Regions from separate parts of the Pan troglodytes genome. Here region 2 is linked to region 1. The links are chromatin contacts, called in public Hi-C maps. All regions are on one chromosome and are shown on one strand. Each heading gives the region's core, a stretch centred on a gene start, on an enhancer-like site or on the middle of the called end of the contact. The rest is flanking DNA. Distances are from core to core; before and after follow the strand shown.

Region 1 (7,340 bases), core at 2,113-4,612:
GCACCAGATTTCTGATCATTCATGATTCTCAGCTGCTTCTTGCCTCTTGTGTCCTTTGGATGGTTTGTAAATTCACTTCATAGTCTCCCTCAGTAGATGAAAAATTCCACAAAGACAGGCACTGTATCTTTTGCTTCCTACATCTCTGGGCATCTTGGTGCTGATGAATCTGAGCCCAGAATCTGATTTGTGTCAGTATGACACCAAATCATGGACTTTGAGAGATGGCAGCAACCTTGGAGATCACCTGGTTCAATCATCTCATTTTTTAGTTGGGAAACTGAGGCCCCAAAATGGGATGTTATGCACAATATCACATAATATAGCGGTACTGAGCTTGGATCAGTTCCTGAGTCTCCTGTTTTAGCCACTGACAGTGTATCTCAATCTCTCTGTCTCCACAACTGGCAGAGGACATACACTGTTCCCACTCCAGCTTAAAGCAGCTAACCACACACAAGAACCTACTTCAAACCCAGGAGGTGGAGGTTGCAGTGAGCCGAGATCACGCCATTGCACTCCAGCCTGGGTGACAGAGGGAGGCTCTGTCTCAAAAATTTTTAAAAAGCCCTATGTAAGTGAATATTGCCTTCTGCTTCATAATATACACATTTGCTTTAACATTAAAAATAATGTTAGAAGCTGGGCGCGGTGGCTCACGCCTGTAATCCCAGCACTTTGGGAGGCTGAGGCGGGTGGATCACGAGATCAGGAGATCGAAGCCATCCTGGCTAACACAGTGAAACCCCGTCTCTACTAAAAATACAAAAAAGTTAGCCAGGCATGGTGGTGGGTGCCTGTAGTCCCAGCTACTCGGGAGGCTGAGGCAGAAGAATGGCGTGAACCCGGGAGGTGGAGGTTGCAGTGAGCCGAGCCGAGATCGGGCCACTGCACTCCAGCCTGGGCGACAGAGCAAGACTCCATCTCAAAAAAAAAAAAAAAAAAAAGTTAGATTTTTTTTTTCTAATAAAGAAAATTGGTACTGAAGATCTAATGGTAAAGAGTCATTTATTTTCCTTGGCATACTGCTGTAATCCCTGGAGTTAAAACAAAGTTGTAATGTTGGATGGAGTGCTTGGGGTTCTGGAATGGTGATCCTCTTTCTGAGTATGGTTCCGTGCCCCATGAAGGTATGTGAGGGAGGATGGAAGTCAGGCAGGGAGGTCAACAGGGGAGGTAAAAGCCAAGATCTTGTCATTTACAAAAATTATGTAATTATTTTAACAGCTTTGTTGAGGTGTAATTCACGTATAACTCATCCATTTAAAGTTCAATGGCTTTACATTTCAATGGTTTTCAGCATAAAAGTGCTGTGTCTTGAGAAAACAGGACAGAGATCTTGAGAAGCTGGAGCTGGTGATGGTTGTGTTAAAACACACCCCTCCACACAGTGCCTTTTGGAGTATAAGAAATAGTGACACCTAGCTTTTAACTCAGTGTATGCTCTGTTCTGCCTCTTAGTTATCTGTAGGGCGTTATTAAACCAGAGAAGCACCACCCCTACTCCCTCACAAACTGAACTGAAGTTCTATCCATAGACATTTGCTTTATTTGCTGGGCAGAAATAATGGACTTCAGGGATAAACTAGCAGAAAATAGCGGCTCCTGAATTGGTAGGGGAAAGGAACAAAGGGCCAGGAACGGTCATGAGTGATAAAGCAGTGAGCCACGCTGCTTTTTTTTTTTTTTTTTTAAGAGAAACATAAATTTATCCTAGGGAGTACACTGAAATCCAATCGAGGTTAAGTAATCAGAACTGGAATCAGAAGTAGATGGCTTAAAACCACATTGAGAGATGGCATGAGGCAGCAACTAGGAGTGTGGGCTCTAAATCCACGCACCAAGCCTCCAGTGCTTGACCTTGGACAGGCTAACTGATCTCTTTGTGTCTCAGATCCCTTAGAGGTAAAATGAGGGTAATAAGAGTAGCTACTTCCGTGGGGTGCTTGTGCAAATTATATTTGTTAACAGAGCTTATAACAGCGTCAGGCACATACTAACTGCCTGACATTGTTGTAAGTGTCACTTATAACACTGCTTACTAAATGTAAGTATTTGTTAATTATTATACCACGCCCTGTTCAATCTGCATATCATCCCCCCACTCCTAATTTTCCAAATACACATAGACACACGTAGACACACACACACTCACTCTCTCTCCCCTCACTCTTCCTTAGCACGTGAGGCATATTGCTGCTTGGGAAGCTTGTACCAGCTGCTCCCTCTGCATGGAATACCTTTTGTCTAGATATCTATTACTTTCACTGCCTTACCTCCTCCAAGTTTTTCCTTAAATGTTCTCTTCTCAACCAGGGGCATCCTGAGTACTCCCAACATTCCTTATCCTGATCTATGTTTTTTTCTATAGTTCTTATCACCTTAGAACACGCTATACAATGTACTTATTTATTATCTATTATTGTCTATCTCCACATGTCCCTACCCCAAGGCCTGCCCACCCACTAGCATGTAAATCCCATAAAGGCAGAGGCTTTTAAAATCTATTTTGTTCCCTGATCTATTCAAGAGGCTACAGACAGTGCCTGGAACATGGAGGGTGCTTGCTAAATATTTATTGAATGAAGAATTGAAGGCTAATTCATATTAGATAATCTGTTGTAATTTCTTGACACCCCTGGGTGTGCTCATTAGAAACAGGCTAAACCCTCACATGTCTGGAGTGACCTAAGTCCAGGCAGTATACCTTTTGGCTGCCCTTCCCACCACCCGAGGCTTTTACTTACCTCCCTCTCTCCTAATTTTAAAAATTATTTCTTATGGAAGTCTTTTCCTGTTTTCTGTTCTGAACCTCAAAGCTTCTCACGCTCTTTTTAAAGTCATTTCTGTTGTCCCTTTCCGGATCATTCCTATTAAGTCCTTTTTTTTTTTTTTTTTTTAAACGTGATGACCAAAACCCTAATGTGGCATTCCTGGAAGGAAAGCCCCAGCCAGGAATGTCACAGCTCCAGAGTCTTTTCAGAATTCTCCATCCTCTAATTAGGATGGCCACACATCTCAGCTGCTGCTTTTGACTGCCGCTGTGAGCTGAATGCTGATGTCCATCATTGTGCGTAGATAATTTCCCGGAGCAGCGAAAACTAATAATCAGTGGTATTCTCAATAGAGCCTTTCCATTTAGCGTGGGTGAGTTATTTAGCACTTCATTTTTTTTTAGGTTGAATTTAATTCCTTGTCATGTTTCCTAATTAGGAAGATTTGTGAAATTCATTTTGATTTTTTGAAAAATTCCTTTCCAGGAATGCTTATCTCGGCTTCGGTGAATGTTTCATCTGCTTATTTCACCTCTTAATTCCTGCTGGGGTTGTTAACGTGTCAGACTTCAACAGCAGGGCTGATTCTGGGGCTGCCTCATTGTTGGCTCTTTTTCAGACGGAGGCTGGGTCTTTATGTTCAAGGCGGATGGGCACAAATGCAGCTTTTTCTCCCCTTCCTCCCTCACCCTCTCCTGGCCCCCTCGGCTTTCCTTTTGCGCCTTCTTCCTTTCTGTCGAATCCAGCCTGTCTCCCATATCCTTTCCTACAGCTCCCCAAATTCTGGTTGTAAATGTGGCCTTTATGGATAAAAACAGTTATGATAATAACAATAAAGTGATAGGTAATACTGTATCCTGCATCTCACCACTTACTCCGTTCTCTTTCCTCCTTCTATTGTCTTAGAAGAGATCGATTTTTTTTTCTCGCAAATTCACCTTGCTGCTCTCTTCATCCATCTACCTGTTTTCTCCGTCTGATGATTTTCCTTTCCCCTTGGGAATTTCCTCCTAACTCTCTCAGCATTTGAAAATCTAACAAACTTCATGGGGTTCCAGGGAGGGCTGCCATCACTCATGATTCCTGGGCCGGGTTTAGCATGGCTTAAGACATTTCCACCCAGAACACATGTAGAAAATATGAAAGATAAAGTAAAATGTTTAGTTTTCCTGAGAAAACTGGTGACCCTGGTCAGTATGCGTAGTTTCTACTGCAGTGGCTCTTTGCCTGGAACTATGAAGCAGAAGGAACTATGATGATACATACCCTGCGTTAGGCTACGTATCAGGGGAAATTGCAGGCCTTGTACAGTCATCTGTTGATATCCATGGGGAGTTGCTTCCAGAACCTTCCTCGGATACCAAAATCCTGGGATGCTCAAGTCCCTGATATACAATGATGCATATAACTAACACATATTTGCATATAACCTACACATACCTTCCTGTATAGTTTAAATTACCTAACAACAGTACAGATGCTATGTAAACAGTTGTTATACTGTATTGTTCAGGGAATAATGACAAGAAAAAAAATGTCTGTCCATGGTCAGTACAGACACAACCATCTATTTTTTTTCTCAATATTTCTGATCCATGGTTGGTTGAATGCATGATTGTGTAACCCACGGGTATGGAGAGCCAACTATACAATGGTATTCCCCCAGCCCCAATTTCACTTCCTGCGATTTCAGTTTTCCGCCGTCAACCATCACCTGAAAATATTAAGTATAAGATTCAAGAGATAAATAATTCATGTTTAAAATTGCATGCCATTCTGAGTAGCATAATGAAATCTCATGCCATTCCCTTCCTGTTTTCCCCAAGATGTGAATCCTCCCTTTAGTCACTATTTCCATGGTGTCTGCAGGCGCACCTTCTTTTATTTATTGCACTTTGCTTTATCATGTTTCACAGATGTTGCTTTTTTTTTTCTTTTCCTTTTTCTTTTTTTTAACAAACTGAAAGTCTGTGGCACCCTGCTCAAGCAAGTCTATCAGTTCCGATTTTCTAACAGCATGTGCTCTCTTTATGTTTCTGTGTCACATTTTGGTAATTCTCACAATAATCCAATTTTTTCATTATCATTCTATCTGTCATGGTAATCTGGGATCAGTGATTTTTGGTGTTACTATTAGAATTGTTTCAAGATGTTATGAACCGCACTCATATAAGATAGCAAACTTAACTGATAAATGTGTGTGTGTTCTGACTGCTCCATCAACCAGCCCTTTCCCTGTGTCTCTCCCTCTCCTCGGGCCTCCTTATTCCCTGAGACACAACAATATTGAAAGTAGGCCAATTAATAACCCTACAATGGCCTCTAAGTGTTTAAGCAAAGGGAAGAACACACGTCTCTCACTTTAAATCAAAACTAGAAATGATTAAGCTTAGTGAGGAAAGTGTGTCAAAAGCCAAGATAGGCCAACATCTAGGTCTGTTGTACCAAACAGCCAAGTTGTGAATGCAAAGGGAAAATTCTTAAAAGTGCTACTCCAGTAAACACACAATGATAAGAAAGTGAAAAAAACTGTATTGCTGCTATGGAGAAAGTTTCAGTGGTCTGGATAGAAGATCAAACCAGCCACAACACAGCCTAATCCAGAGCAAGGCCCTAACTCTCTTCAATTCTATTAAGGCTTAGAGAAGTGAAGAAGCTGCAGAAGATGCTTGAAGCTATCAGAGGTTGGTTAATGAGGTTTAAGAAAGAAGAGATCTCCATGGGCCGGGCGCAGTGGCTCATGCCTGCAATGCCAGCACTTTGAGGGGCTGAGGCGAGTGGATCACGAGGTCAGGAGATCGAGACCATCCTGGCCAACACGGTGAAACCCTGTCTCTACTAAAAAAATACAAAAAAATTAGCTGGGTGTGGTGGCGGGCACCTGTAGTCCCAGCTACTTGGGAGGCTGAGGCAGGAGAATGGCGTAGACCCGGGAGGCAGAGCTTGCAGTGAGCCGAGATGGCACCACTGCACTCCAACCTGGGCGACAGAGTGAGACTCCGTCTCAAAACAGAAAAAAAAAAGAAAGAAGCCATCTCCATAACATAAAAGTGCAAGGTGAAGCAACAGGGCTGGTGGGGAAGCTACAGCATGTGATCCAAAAGATCTAGTTGAAATTATTGATGAAGGTGGCTCCACTGAACAACAGATTTTCAATGTAAGCAAAACAGCCTTCTATTGGAAGAACATGCCATCTAGCACTTTCATAGCTAGAGAGTAAAAGTCAATGCCTGGCCTCAAAGCTTCAAAGAAAAAGCTGACTCTCTTTTTAGGAGCAAATGCAGCTGATGACTAAGTTGAAGGCAGTGTTCATTTACCATTTCTGAAAACCTTAGAGCCCTTAAGAATGATGTTAAATCTACTCTGTCTGTGCTCTCGAAATGGAACAACAAAGCCTAGATGACAGCACCTCTGTTGACAGCATGGTTTACTGAATATTTTTAGCCCATTGTTGAGACCTACTCATCGGAAAAAAAGATTTATTTCAAAATATTATTGCTCATTAACAATGTGCCTGGTTACCCAAGAGCTCAGATAAGGATGTACAAGGAAATTAATGTTGTTTTCATGCCTGCTAACACACCATCCATTCTGTAGCCCATAGATCAAGGAGTTATTTTGACTATCGAGTCTTATTATTTAAGGAATACATTTTGTAAAGGTATAGCTGCCATATATAGTGATTCCTTTGATGGATTTGAACAAATAATTTGAAAACCTTTTGAATATAATTTACCATTGTAAATAATATTAAGAATATTCATGATTCATGGGAGAAGATTAAAATACCAACATTAACAGGAGTTTGAAAGAAGTTGATTGCAGTCCTTATGGATGACTTTTAGGGATTTAAGACTTCAGTGGAGGGCAGTCACTACAGATGTGATGGAAATAGCAAGAGAACTAGAATTAGAAGTGGAGCCTGAAGATGTGACTGAATTGCTGCAATCTCATGATGAAACTTGAACCAATGAGGAGTTGCTTCTTACGGATGAGCAAAGAAAGTTTCCTGAGATAGAATCTACTTCTGGCGATGATGCTGTGAACATTGCTGAAATGTCAGCATAGGACTGAAAATATTTCACAAACTTAGTTGATATAGTAGCAACTTAGTTGATATAGTAGCAACAGAGTTTGAGAGGAGAGGATTGAGTTCAATTTTGAAAGATGTTTACTGTGGGTAAAATGCTATCAAACCAAATCACATGCTACGGAGAAATCTTTCATGAAAGAAAGAGTCAGTTGATGGTGGCAAACTTTGCTGTTGTCTTATTTTAAGAAATTACTGTAGCCACCCCAGCCTTCAGCAACCACCATCCTGATCAGTTAGCAGCCATCAAGATCAAGGCAAGAAACTCCACCAGCAAAAAGATTATCACTTGCTGAAGGCTCAGATGATTGTTAGCATTTTTTTTTTTGAGAAGGAGTCTCACTCTGTTGCCCAGGCTGGAGTGCAGTGGCGTGATCTTGGCTCACTGCAACCTTCACCTCCCAGGTTCAAGCGATTCTTGTGCCTCAGCCTCTCAAGTAGCTAGGATTACAGGTGCCTGCCACCACGCCTGGCTA
Region 2 (7,340 bases), core at 2,723-5,222, 140 kb before region 1:
ACATGGCTGGACTCAGGAAAGTAAATGGGCCCTTGTTGCATATAAGGCTGCCTGAGAAAAAGCAAACATTGACTCCCAGAAACAGTCTTAAAGTAATGGGCATGTCATAGGGCAGATGGTAGCCAGCTGCTCTCCAGTTTTTCTGAGACCAGCAGAATAGGAGATGTTCTATGACTGCATCGGGAGTGAATTCATTATCCCCAAAGGCTCCCCAACCCTCAGGTCTGTTAAGACCACTGATATTACTGACTGAGGGAGGTTATGAAGTAGCCTTCTTAAGTGCTTTAAATATAAGGCTATTATTCATGTTTTGGGGATGATGTCTCCCATCTTCACTAAACTGATGCCTGAATACCAGTCATGGGCTATGCTATCCCAAAATGCTGGCTATAGGAATTGCAAATGTTTCACTGGAAAAATGGAAAACTAGCATCATTTTTAGTTCACAGGATCATGATTTGTACCACAGCCATGTGGATGCGTGGTAGAGACTGGAAGGAACCGAGTCCCAACTATTGATCCACAGCATCTGCACTGTTAGGCAACATGCCCTGCCAATGAAGCAGGGTACCAAATACTTTAGTAGTCTCCTCCATTACTCTGCAGGGCAAATATAATCATCTTTCCTCTGCAGAGGAGGACTTGGAAGAGATCGGTTAACTCTTTTCAAAAGTTAAGCAATTTCCTTCTTGAGAGCTTGAAGTGGGACAGAATGCAAGTCACCTGTCCTGCCTGCAAGAACTTCTTGTCCCTCCCCCTCCAATCCATCCTCCTCGATTCAGCATGAAGGGTCTGAATTCCAGTGGATTCAGACTTTGTTACCACGACCCACAATAATAAGTATATTTCATACCATGATTCAGAACATACACAATCACACACACACAAACACATTTCATGAACCAATACTTACAGCACACACAGATTTTCATATTTTTCTATTCCATTCTATTCTCATCCATTCTATTTTTCAAATGTCAGTCATGACCTGAATTTCCCTGTATAACCTGAAGTTTGAAAAACAATGTTCCTACCACTGATCTCTCCCACCTATTCAAAAGACTAGCTATTCTCCATTTCCTACAAAATAAAGTCCAAATTTCTTAAGAGGACAGATAAAACCATTTATAACTCTGCCTTCCAGCTCCAGTTCTGCCATCTTCACCTGAGCTCACAACATACCTGGCGACTGGCCTTTCCTAGGAGACGCTAGCCCCACTACACAGTCTCACTTTCTGCCTTGCTCAGGCCCTACCCACAGGCTAGATGCACTTCTCACTACAAGAAAAACTGCTCTTTCTCCTTAAGAAATATCCCAGATATCACCCCCTTCTGAAGACTACCCTGACCTGCCCAAGCAGAACTAAACTCTGCACCAGGTTTCCAGTCTAGGAACTCTTTTTTGTATAGTGCATAATGATCATCTGACCCTCCTGATGGTTTAGATGTCTTTCCCTATTTCTGAATTGGTAGGAATACATTTTTAAATCCTTTCCTTTATGATTGGCACCTGCCTTTTTCTTTCTCAATCTTCAGCCTATTCCCCCTCCCCATCTGCATACATCCCAGAGCCCCCCATACAACTGGAAGATCACAGAGAAGGAAAAAGGAGAATGGTCAAAGTTAGTTGTGGCAAACCAATCTGGTTCTCGTTTTTCTTCCTCCAAATTTGCAGTCCTGTTTCCAGGAGATCCAAGCTTGGCAAAGGCATAGCATGATTCATCTGAATCACAAGAAGTTGGAGAAGGCAAGTGAGGTGGAGAAACCAAGGCAGAGTGCGAAGAGTGGCTGCCTCAGGCTACAAAACCAGGGCAGGAACTGACAGTACAAACAGAATAAATAATACTGATTCACAGGCCAGAGAAACCCTGTCGCCAAAAAATGCCCTGTTGCAATCTCAGCTGGTAGGCTGTGGATGGCCTGATTTACAACCAGTTTCAGAGTTTAATGAACTCTCAGGTCACCTTTATCTATATAAAAATAACAACAAAAAGACCCCTAGTGCTATGCAGTTTTCAAAGCAATTACTCACACATTATTCCATTTCATCGTGGAGTGTCAGAGTTGTAAGGGACTTTAAGAGGTCAATTAGCTCAATCCCTCATCCTGCTGCAGATGAAAAGGAGACTGAGAATAGGCAAGTGACTTGCCCAAGGTCACACCCCTGTGTTAGCAGCACAGTGCAATGCTCTTTTTTACCAAACCACACTTCTCACACACAGAAGTAGCCAGTGCTCCAGTGGTCTCTTGATTCAGAGCGCTCTAAGAGTTTCACTCTGCCTGGATTTCAAAGCCCTTCAAAGGAGGGAGGGTGGTGCCTGCCTTATCTTTCAAAGATTCCCAAGCGCAGAGATTCTCTGGCATCTCTCTGGTCAACTCTTTTTTTTTTTTTTTTTTTTTTAGACGGAGTCTCACTCTTGTTGCCCATGTTGGAGTGCAATGGTGCAACCTCGGCTCACTGCAACCTCCGCCTCCCAGGTTCAAACGATTCTCCTGCCTCAGCCTTCCGAGTAGCTGGGATTACAGGCAGTTGCCACCACGCCCGGCTAATGTTTCGTATTTTTAATAGAGACGGGGTTTCACCATGTTGGCCAAGCTGGTCTCGAACTCCTGACCTCAGGTGATCCACCCACCTCGGCCTCCCAAAGTGCTGGGATTACAGGAATGAGTCACCGCACCCAGCCTCCGGTCAACTCATAATTTGCTGCCACAGTCGGCTAATCTGGTCTTCACAGTATTGTATCCCCATTACCAAGAGTGCCTAAGCTATTAACCCACCAGTAACAGGTGCCAAATTGCCTCTTCTTCTGCACAAGATGTTCGTTTAAAATCAAATTGCACATAAATCCCTCCAGTCCCAACTCACTTCCCTCAGCCCTCGGCCTTTTTTGGTCTTCTTTCCCCTTGATGCTCCCAATCCTGCCTACTGAGCGTCTCTAAGATGACGTTGGGAGGGGAAGCTGGGTGGCCTGGGGGAGCAGCATGGAGTTGCGCGAGCAGGCGGGCAAGTCACAGGGCTTTATCCACCCCGCGCCCACAGGCCCCAGGAAGGGGTACCGCGATCGCCTGATGTCACTACACTCATGGACTCTTCCAGACCGGCTCTCTCATCTTACAGATGGGGAAACTGAGGCCGGGAGTGCAGAAGGGGCTTGCCCAAGCACGTTAGTAAGACTAAGCTGGGAGAACACACCAAGTTTCCACACTCCCAGGCCAGCTCACTTCCTCTACTGTCCGCCTTTCCCTTCGCCCATGAGGAAACTGAAGCTTAGGGAGGTGGAGAGATGACATAGGACCGCTCGGCTTCCCCAGGCCGGGTCCAGGAGCAGAAGCGCGGAGAGAGGGGAGAAAGGGAGGCCGGGACCGGGCATTCCCCACGACGGGTAGATGTGGCGCACAACTCCAGGGGGCACTGCTCGCCCCGCGGTCTACGTGCCCCCCGGCCCTTTGTGCCCTGCTGAAGTTGGGGAGAGGGCGCAGGGAAGAAAGGGCAGGTGCCCTGACCCTCCAGAAAACCAGCCCCTCGGGGCCGCCCGGAGTCGGGGAGGCCTGGCCCCCGGCACTGCCCACGGCCTCTCCTCCGGGGAGACGGGGTCCGAATGCCTTTCCCCATTCAGCGGGATTATTCCTTTTGAATTGTTTAAAAAAAAAAAAAAAAAAAGCTGCAGCTAGCGAACCCTGCCTGACAACACCGAAGGAATTTTTCCCAGGGATCGGCCGAAAGCTGACTCACATTTAAAGACTTGCCCGAAGTGGTCATGCCCCTCTGAGCAAATACCACAGGCATGCGAGCACGCGTCCGCGGCCTCCTGGCGGCGCGGCCTCCAGGCGCGGCCGGCGATTGGAGCAGCGCAGCGCCGCTTCTCCCCCGCGCAGCCAATCGCAGCGCCGCGCCTCTGGGTTGCTAGCCGGGCCGCCGGGCGCGGGGAGGCGCGGGCGGGGAGTTGTCCCTGCTCGTTTCCCGGCCCTGGGCGGGGGCGCGGCGCGCGGGCGGGAGGCTCAGGCAGTGGGTTTCGGCCAGTATGGCCCTGGAGGGAAAGCCAAGGAAAGGGATGAGCCACCTACGCCGCAGGCCCTTTGAGCCCCGCGGTCCCTCTCCGGAATGTGCGCGGCGGCGAGAGGCGCTCGGCCTAGGCCCGGCTTGGAGGCGCATTGCTGCGCATCTTCCCCGGACCGCAGGAGCCTGGCCTGCGAGCCACCCTCGCCTGCCTCAAAACTCCGACGCCCGGCAGTCATCTCCTGGCCACCCCACCATTGCAGAAGGCAGCGGGGGGAGGGGGGCACGGGCTCATAAATCGCGGAAGAGCAGTCAAAGACCCTAGTTCGCAGCTACATTACAACCAGATTAACGTGCGATCCTGGCCAAGGCTTCTCACAACTGTAGTTCTTGTGTTTTGGGTTTTTTTCTCGTGTTTCAAATGAGAGGTTTGAGCAGGATCATTAGACTCCTTGGCGCTAAGATTCAGGTTCTTGTAAGAACCGAGATCCAGTTCTTATACTTCAGCCCCAAACAATTTTCCACGCAGCGGCCCAAGTGCTTTTCTCAACATGTAAAGGGCATCATGTCATTCCCCCACCTTAGAACCTCTGAGTGTCTCTGTCCCTCTCCATCCAGCTTTATCCCAGCGGTCTTTCTGGGCTGCTTGAAATTACTGCCTCTCTCCCCCAGCTTTTTCCTGCCTCAGGCCTTTGCGCATGCTGTTTCCTTCACTATCTCTTGGCCAATTCCTAACTCACCCTTCAGGTCTCCGCATAAATGGCACTTTACTAGTGAAGCCTTCCCTGTGCCCCAATCTGAATGAGGTCCCACTGCTACTCCCACGTGACACCCTGCGGTTTTCCATCATGCCTATATTCAAAGCTGTAATTTTCTAATTTTATTTGCTTACTATCTCTTCCACTAGAAAAGACAGAGGCCACTTCTATTTTGTACCCCATCAGAACAGTTAAATTATCCCCAGGTAAGTAAAGAATTATCATACCTATTTAACAGATAAGGCGGTGGAAGTTGAGACAGGTTAGATAACTTACCTAGGTTCAAATAGCCAAAGGTGTTAGAACCTATGGGCTTCTACTTCTGTCAGGAAATTGGATTATAAAATAATAGGCTTTCCAAGAAATAGCAAATAAATTGCTAGAACAGATGGCTTTCGCACTTTAGATGCTGTGGTTTTGCCCCTGCCCTTCAGGACTCTTTCCATACCAATGAAAGTTCCATTCCTTTATTCATTCAACAAATATTTATGGTGTATCTATTATAAGCTAAGCAGCACAATCGTAAACAAGAGATTTCCTTTCCAGAATCTACAGAACACTAGCTACACAGTACAGCCTTTTCTACCATGGAGCAGTATCCAAAGTGTCCATTTAGTTAAAAATTTTGCTCATCTTTTCTGATATTTTGTTTATTTTGGTGTCTGTTCTGATATGTGGTAGGCTTAGCCTACCAGATACATGTATATATAGATGTATACCTACCATATGTGTGTAAATATGTGTATATGCACACATCCTTTTTTTTTTTTTTTTTTTTGAGACAGGGTCTCACTGTTGCCCAGGCTGGAGTGGTGGTCACAATCATGGCTCACTGCAGCCTTGAGCTCCCTGGACTCAAGTGATCCTCCCACCTCAGCCTCCCGAGTAGCTGGGACTACAGGTGCACCCCACCACACTTGGCTAATTTTTGTATTTTTTTCTAGACACAAGGTTTCGCCATATTGCCCAGGCTGATCTCGAACTCCTAGGCTCAAGTGATCCCCCCGCCTCAGCCTCCCACAGTGCTGGGATTACAGGTGTGAGCCACCATGCCCAGCTGCCTGTATTTTTTATTGGACTAAAAAATGCATCCCAAAACTTGGTCAAAAAATAAATTTCTTTTAAAATGTATACTGCTGTTAGGTGGGGCACAGTGGCTTAGGCCTGTAATCCCAGCACTTTGGGAGGCCGAGACGGGCAGATCACCTGAGGTCGGGAGTTTGAGACCAGCCTGACCAACATGAAGAAACACCGTCTCTACTAAAAATACAAAATTAGCCAGGCGTGGTGGCGCATTCCTGTAATCTCAGCTACTCAGGAGGTTGAGGCAGGAGAATCGCTTGAACCTGTTAGGCAGAGGCTGCGGTGAGCCAAGATCATGCCACTGCACTCCAGCCTGGGCAACAAGAGCAAAACTCCCTCTAAATAAATAAATAAATAAATAAAATTTATACTGCTGTTTCTTTGAATTACCAATGTGATCTGGGTGCCAGTCATAGTTATCTCTAAAGGAAGATGCTAAGGCAGGGAAGCTTTACGCATGGCAAGAAACTTTTCTAGGTATTATCCCCTCAGCTGTGATTCAGAAGCTGGCCTGCCCTCACCCCTACGGGTCCTAGGTATTCCCTCCCATTCCCTCTTGCCCCTCTAGCAAGTCACTGTCCTTCCAAGCCTTATGCTCCTCATCTGGTCTGAATGCTTTCTAGCAGTGAAGAATGTATGAAGTGAAGAATTCCCTCACTTATTCAGCAAATATTTACTGGTCATCTGCTGTGCACTAGGCACCTTTCCAGTACTGGGACTATAATGGGAACAAAACTTGTGGTTGCTGTCCTCAAAAATCTTACTCTCCAATAAGGAAAAGGCTGGTGTAACCATCAGTCCACCCAATTAAACAACCACCAATCTAGCAATCACACATTCACACATAATCATGCACTGAACTGAGTGATGGGTGAGTGCATTCGTGTGCTAAAGCCTTGTGGCAGGAGGGATCCTGCATTCAAGGAACCAGAGAAAGCCACCCACGCCGGAGAGAGACAGGAGGAAAGGAAAAGAGGAGGCAAACCAATCATGCAGAGCTCCGGAGAACATGAGGACTTTGGTATAGTTCCAAAGAGCAATGGGAAACCACTGGAAGGTTTTAAGATGAGGATTTCAAGTTCTAGTTTTTACTCTAGAAATATCATTAGCTGAGGCATGGGGCATGAATTAAGTGAGGTGGGGAGAGGGTGAGGAAGAGTGGAAGTGAGAAGACAAGTTCAGAGATCAGAGGTGGTGGAAAACTGGATTATAGTGATGATAGTGGGGAAGAGCAAGTCATCAGATTGAAGAGAATTCATCCATACTGAACTGTCTTCAAAGCTCAGTTTTCTCATCCCTGACACATTTTCTCCCAGTAAAATGTGCATACCACATTGTAAACTCCAGCTTGTTCCAAGTCTACCAACGCTTGGCCTGGTCTGTGCTTGCTGTGCTTGCTCTCCTTCATTCTGGAATACTGGCAGAGTGGACGTGGATGCGGATCCACTGAACTGTAGGTCTCCTACATATGTCTGTATCTTCCTGCCTTCTCTCCCTTCCTG

The links. Hi-C and Micro-C count contacts between places; a contact is called where the count stands out from the background.
Region 2: a contact with region 1 is called in a Hi-C map of stem cell-derived neural progenitor cells, with 7 times the contacts expected there. The contact joins two enhancer-like sites. A contact is called at or near these places in 4 of 7 Hi-C or Micro-C datasets (blood, induced pluripotent stem cells and stem cell-derived neural progenitor cells), 1 of 1 datasets of contacts at active chromatin or transcription factors (stem cell-derived excitatory neurons) and 1 of 1 other capture datasets (stem cell-derived neural stem cells).

Annotation. Positions count from the first base shown.
Region 1 is chr10:11,051,648-11,058,987 of NHGRI_mPanTro3-v2.0_pri, reverse strand. All of the region lies in intron 1 of LOC134807542 (a long non-coding RNA gene), which reads right to left. Among named protein-coding and RNA genes, the nearest start is that of PARP11, 7.6 kb to the right of the region's middle. Within about 2 kb of position 3,362, at least 6 of the 24 cell types and tissues checked have an H3K27ac peak or open chromatin away from gene starts, as enhancers often do. A contact at or near this core is called in stem cell-derived neural progenitor cells and stem cell-derived neural stem cells, where this site is marked.
Region 2 is chr10:11,196,318-11,203,657 of NHGRI_mPanTro3-v2.0_pri, reverse strand. The region is part of intron 2 of LOC104001414 (a long non-coding RNA gene); the gene reads right to left. Among named protein-coding and RNA genes, the nearest start is that of PARP11, 150 kb to the right of the region's middle. Within about 2 kb of position 3,972, at least 12 of the 24 cell types and tissues checked have an H3K27ac peak or open chromatin away from gene starts, as enhancers often do. A contact at or near this core is called in stem cell-derived neural progenitor cells and stem cell-derived neural stem cells, where this site is marked.